Regions from separate parts of the Arachis hypogaea genome. Here region 2 is linked to region 1. The links are chromatin contacts, called in public Hi-C maps. All regions are on one chromosome and are shown on one strand. The core of a region is the stretch at or near the end of the contact, and the rest is flanking DNA. Distances in the headings are between cores, read along the strand shown.

Evidence for each region. Hi-C and Micro-C count contacts between places; a contact is called where the count stands out from the background.
Region 2: a contact with region 1 is called in a Hi-C map of an unstated tissue, with 2.2 times the contacts expected there. The contact joins the enhancer-like site here to the promoter of LOC112723491 in region 1. A contact is called at or near these places in 4 of 8 Hi-C or Micro-C datasets (leaf and an unstated tissue).

Annotation. Positions count from the first base shown.
Region 1 is chr11:147,286,138-147,289,759 of arahy.Tifrunner.gnm2.J5K5, forward strand. It overlaps LOC112723491 (very-long-chain aldehyde decarbonylase CER3), which reads left to right and starts at 2,252. Exons shown (of 15, transcript XM_025774881.3): 1 at 2,252-2,360; 2 at 2,753-2,948; 3 at 3,046-3,275; 4 at 3,383-3,618. The coding sequence starts at 2,889.
Region 2 is chr11:147,324,505-147,327,650 of arahy.Tifrunner.gnm2.J5K5, forward strand. No RefSeq gene overlaps it. Among protein-coding and RNA genes, the nearest start is that of LOC140176289, 18 kb to the left of the region's middle. Within about 2 kb of position 1,442, at least 3 of the 3 cell types and tissues checked have open chromatin away from gene starts, as enhancers often do.

The DNA.
Region 1 (3,622 bases), core at 1,002-3,501:
TCGTATTTTCTTTTCCAAGAATGTGGGGCATAATGTCCGAACAGAGATAAGCAACACGTTGCAATTTGCCAGGACTGATGACTTAGGGAAATACCTAGGTGTTCCTATTCTTCACTCTAAAGTCTCAAGAAATACCTTTGAAGATATCATCAACAAACTCAATACCAGGCTCAATTCCTGGAAAGCCTCATCTCTTTCTCTTGCGGGAAGAGTTACCCTGGTGAAATCTGTCTTATCCTCTATGCCTTCTTATACTATGCAATCTGCCTATTTGCCTTCTTCTACTTGTGATATGATTGATCGTAAATGCAGGAATTTTCTTTGGGGAGATACAGAGCAGTCTAAGAAGATACACCTGCTAAATTGGAAGAAAGTTTGTGAACCGAAAAATTCTGGTGGATTGGGTATTAGACATGCAAGCCAAATGAACAAGGCGTTCATGATGAAGGCGGGATGGGGTTTGGTTGAGAAGAAAGACGCACTTTGGGTCAGAATTCTTAGATCAAAATATGGCAGTGGTAACAATGTCATTCCTAGAGTAGAAAGGAAGAGGAGCAACTCGAATCTCTGGAAAGGAATTTGTCAGTTGTGGCCGGAAGTCCAAAGTAACTGCATTTGGAGGATAGGGGATGGGGCCCAAATTCGTTTCTGGGACCACAACTGGGTTCCGGGATTAGGTCGTCTCGATAGAGTTGCAAACCAGGTAAGTAGTAATTTTAATTACTCAAATTCACTGATGGAGTTTCTTGACGTTTCAGGGCATTGGGATACTGGGAAGCTACAAGAACTATTACCGGAGGATGTGGTGAAAAAGATAGTGGCGATTTCTTCTCCCTCTCCATGGAAGGGTACTGACCATTTAGCTTGGGGTCTCACCCCTGATGGGTTGTTCAACACCAAGTCAGCGTACCAGAGCTTGTCTGAAGAGCAACATACTCCGAATACAGTTTTTAGGCAAGTCTGGAATTGGCAAGGTCCGGAGCGAATCAGAACGTTCCTCTGGTTGGTGGCTCATAATGCCATCCTTACTAATTCAGAGAGAAGGCGAAGACACCTGACGAACGATGATTCCTGCCCACGGTGCCATCATCATGATGAAACAGTTATTCATGTGCTACGAGACTGTTCCTACGCACAATGCATTTGGAAATATCTTCTCCCTCCCAATTTTGTGAACTCTTTTTTCAATACGGATCTGAAGGACTGGTTGATGCAGAACCTCACTAGCAAGAATGACTGGCCATGTCTCTTTGGTGTAGCTGCCTCCTCTATATGGCACTTCAGGAACAAGCTCATTTTTAATGGCCAGTCTGTTCCTATGGTCACAGCGGTGAGTCGAATTAAAGCGCGGTCGGAGGAGTTTCTAAAAGTCACGAAAAGCAACATTCTACCCAGGAACCTCCAGGCTGCCGGGAATTGTTACATTGCTTGGTCTCGACCCCCTACAGATTTTGTTAAACTTAATGTTGACGGCTCCCTTTATGCCTATAGAAACAATGCGGCATGTGGTGGAGTGTTTAGAGATGCAGATGGTAGATTTTTGAAAGGTTTCTCATGTAATTTAGGTGGATGCTCTATTATGCATGCTGAATTATGGGCAATCGTCCATGGCCTACAAATTGCGGTAGTTAACGGATACCAGTCCATTGTCGTAGAATCTGATTCAGCTGCGGCTATCAAGTTCATCAATCATGGCTGCTCCCCAACTCATCCCTGTGCCCCCCTCATTCAGGACATTCGTATCATGGCAGCTCGCTTGCAGCACATTATTTGGTTACACTCCCTTCGTGAAGCTAACTCTGTAGCAGACCTTCTAGCCAAAAAAGGGCAAGACATGCCTCTTGGTTTACACCTGTTTGATAGAGCACCATCTGATATTACTTATGCACTTTTTTGTGATTGTTACGGGGCCCTCCGTTTAAGAGGGTCCTGATCTGCTCTTTTATTTTTGCTTTTTTCTTTTCTGTTTTCTTTTGCTGTTGGGGTCCTTCCCCCCTTTGCTCATCAAAAAAAAAAACTATTATTGAAAACCACATATTGAACAGACCCCTAACCTACCCTTATGAATAATAATACTACTAATACTATGAGATTGGAGAGAGAGAATTAAACACTATTACTGTCTCATCTTCCAACCATATGGTGCATTAACTTCTCTCCAGCTGTGCCAAGAACGCGTGGATTAGTGATTAGTGAACCACTAATACTGTATCCTGTCATGTATGAACTAATCAATAATCATACTTATAATAATTAATACAAGTGCAACTAACTGGCTACTAGCAGCTAGCAAGAATCTCTGGTTCAAATTATGTTCTGGGATTAATGGACATACACTAGTGGTATTATTAACATGCATGGCAAGTGTAATACATATATATACCTCTTTATTTTATGAATTCTTTCTTATTTTTAATGATAATATAGAATTAAGAAATTGGTATGAATGATGAGAAAGAGACATGTATGAGGAGGGGGCCAGGGCCCAGGGGGCATTGAACTAACTTGATACACACATACACTAGTTTCATCTGCCTTTATAAATAGGTGATGTAGGAATAAATGCTTCTAGTTGTAGCTCAAACGTGGTGATTGTAAGAGATCCCCAATTGAAACAAAAAACAATTTGGTTCTTTGCAGAAACAAATTAAACCTCTTCAGCTCTCTAACACTTTGGTGTTCCCTTCTTTTTTGTTTTCTTTCCTTCTTCTCTGATACTATCATTATTGTTTGTTTTTGGGATCTTTTCCAGTTTCTGCTCGTTGGCTGCCATAGTTTTTTGGGGCTCTATTGAGCTTTAGGAGAATACAGAAAGAAAAGAAAGATACCATACATACATTTAACAAGGTTTGTAAATATCTTAAACTAGCAGAACCTAGTGCAGTGAAATGGGTAGTACTAGTGCTCCTTTATCAAGCTGGCCATGGGAGAATTTTGGATTATTCAAGGTATATTATATTATATATATATATATTTATGTGATGCATCTGTTATGTATATAGAATAAGTCTAACTACTTGTGTGTTTTCAATTTCATAAATATAGTATGTGTTATATGGTCCATTGGTGGGGAAGGTTGTGTATGAATGGTTGAATGGGGTGGAATTCTACTCCATGATCAGCTGCTGGAGCCTTCACTTGATCATACTATGGATTCTAAGAGGAGGAGTTCATGTTCTGTGGAGTTCTTATAGTCATATGCTTTTTCTCAATCGAAATCGAAGGATCCTTCAACAAGGTGTGGATTTCAAGCAGATTGATCTAGAATGGGACTGGTACATATATATACAATCATTATTGTTGCTACACACTACTACTTAAACATTTATTGATGATAAAAGTTATTAGTGTTTGTGTTTGTGTTTTCCTAATTGTGGAATAGGGACAACTTCTTGATTCTTCAAGCACTAGTTGGGTCCATGGCTTGCTATGTGTTTCCATTTCTTCAAGATCTTCCATTATGGAATATGAAAGGTGTTGTTGCTGCTATGATTCTGCACGTGGGAGTCTCAGAGCCACTTTACTATTGGATGCATAGAAAGTTTCATGAACATCACTTTCTTTTCACTCATTACCATTCACTTCATCATTCTTCTCCTGTTCCGGGGCCATTTACTGGTGA
Region 2 (3,146 bases), core at 192-2,691, 38 kb after region 1:
ATTAATTTTAGTAGATAATTTTAGTATATAATTTTAATGTTTTATATATGAATTATCTTTGATAGATATAATCAACTTATACAATTTACTTGCACATTGACCATATATGCTTCATATTGCATGTCCCATTTTACATAACTTATCCTACTTAGTCAATTTAGTTGAGTCATATATATGTACGAGATATATCAAAAGTAAGGGATATACATATTTTAAAGGTTTAACTATTCTACTAATATTTATAGTTTTATTAAATTTTTAATTAAGTTTTTATACTTTATTTTTTTTAATTGAATTTTTATATTATATTAAATTTTGTAACTAAATTCCTGTCGTGACAAAAATATTAGAATTAACATATTTTATTAAACAAAAAGAATATACTTAACATTTGATTGAAAATTTATATAGTTTAATAAAATATTCCATTAATTCCAATATTTTTATCACGGTATAAATTTTGTTACAAAATCTAATATGATATAAAGATTCAATTAAAAAATATATATATAAAGACGTAATTGAAAATTTGGTGAAACTATAAGGACCGACAGAATATTTAAACCTATTTTAAAAAGAGAAGTACTTCTTATATATTCAAGTACTACTATACAAATCACTTTTAGCAATTATTTATTTTATTTTTAATAATTATATATTTAACAGCAATTGGATATTAATCTTCTTATATTTTGTTGGTAAAAAAATTTAATACAACCACCGTTAAATATTTTTTTAATAGCAGTAAAAAGACTGTCATAATATATAATAATAATAATAATAACTATATAATTGCCACAAAAATACAAGTTATATAAAACATATAATGGTTATTATGTTATTACCATTAAAAATTTGTGGTTAAAAGTAATTTTTGTGATAGTAAAGGAGCAGCATATTGATATATATTTTTTTATGTTTGGTGAAAAATACTATTGGTATGCTTATAACTAAGAATAAAAATGATATTTTAAAATAGAATTTAGCACTAATATATATATTTTTTTACCTAAAATACAGTTATATTATTGATTATAATACAATTCTCTTGCACTTTCGAAACATTTAAGAATTTTTCATAATAAAATATTTAAATGTAAATGCGAAAACGAAAGGGAACCTTTTGTCTTCAACTGCAATAAGGTGATAATGTGAACCAGCCAAAACCCTTGACTCGACCCCACTCTATCTAACTAAACTCTTGGTGCTTCATAGACTTTTCTCTTCCATTATCCGTGAAAAATGATATGCTTATTGCTTAACAGAAAAGATTATCCATTTATCCTTGTTTGCAAATCTACGGAAAAAAAAAAATAAGGTATGGTATGCCATTTCAGTATTTTTTTTGGTATGCCAGAATTTTTCTTTTGGGTCTGGTATTGGGCCAGAGGAACCGGCCCACACCGAAAAACAAAAACAACCCTTCCTCACCCAAGATTATACCCCAATGCTACAAACATTCCCTGCTTTCAAATTAATACTCACCCATGACCAAGAGTAAGAAATTTTTATTTTTGCTTACCCATGGTATTTCCTAACCCAACAGAGGACTAATCCGTTGCAAATCGAAATTCTATTTAAAGATTGTTATATGTACAAAGTGGGATTCGAATCTCTCATGCCTGCTTAATCGGAGTGAACCAAGGGTAAGAAATTAATACACACCTAATAACATTTATATACTACCTAACCCCTGTAGCAATAAAACAATACGCTATTGAGGATTTAGGATGAATAACACTTGCAATTTGCAAGCCTGTTCGGTTAGCCCATGATGTGTCAACAAAAAGGGCGGAGAGTGATCCTCTAAAGCATGACACAGTAACATTTTAATGGCCCAAATTATGGCCCAACAAAAAGCGCTTTAGGCTAGGTCTTGGGCCCTCTGATCCTATTATTCCAAGGGACCACTGCTTTCCATTTTTTTGCATCTATTCAAAGAAACAGAGATAATAATAGGATAAATATCTATTTTATATGTATATTAAAATCAGTTATTAAAGTTAATTATTAATATAAAATATATATTAAAATATAAATATATATTAAAAATAAATTAAACTCTAATTTTAATAATTAATTTTAATGTACCCAGACAAAAGCGGGTGCATTCCACTAAGACCACCAAAGATTCCCGATTTTTGAGTGTTTTCGCAAGGAACATATATGTGTGGTGCACCTCAAACAAAGTCATAATATGATTAGCTAGTTGATTATTTAATTTGTTTTTGGCGGGATATGATTTGAACAAAACTGAGTCGAAGCACCGTGATGCTTCTAATTAATAATGTGATTCATGTGAGAGATTTTATTTTATTGTTTTGCATATACAAATATCCTCCTATTAGTTATTCCTCTATATACCGACACCTAGTTGAAGGCTACACTGTTCTCCTAAGAGTCACGTCGAACATATACAGGCTGAAAATCTTGTTTGACAAAGACCTAATGTGTACATATATTACCTCAAATTAAAAAGTTTCTATATACATTAACTTTCACTTTTTCCGTATCTGATTAACTTGCAAACATTATTATTGTCGTATTATGATATCCCTATCACATGCAACTATTTCTCATATCTATTATTAATTTTTCTTTCCTCCTACCTCTGGATTTAGTCGCTGCCTTGTCTGTGGGGTTCATCGTTCGGATTTCACAAAATAGAATAGCAACACCCTTTCAGTTTCGCCAAGGACGTGGTCTCCTCCGATCCATACGAATATATATAAATGGACCACACATATATAATTATATATTACTATGACGGCATAGAGAGAAGAGAAGGATTAGAATTTATGGTTTTTAAAATTAATATATATATAAAATAAACGTATTTTGTCATTTTTTATAATAAAGGTGTTGTAGTTATTTTCTATAAACAAAAATATTAATTTAGATCAGTTCAAGATTTAGTTTATCGATTTTTTGGCCAAATGGATTTGTCTAATCCAATTTTGACAAAAATAACACGATTTAATCAGTTATTTGTATTAAATTTTAATTACTAGAAAACATCTTTAAAAAAAAGATGTTTTAGACGTCTTTATTTGAGTAGCTCCCATTAAATTAAAGTCTTATATATACTTTCTTTATCAGAAAATAAATAAATTAATTGATTCTTATTAACTATCAATATACTAAGA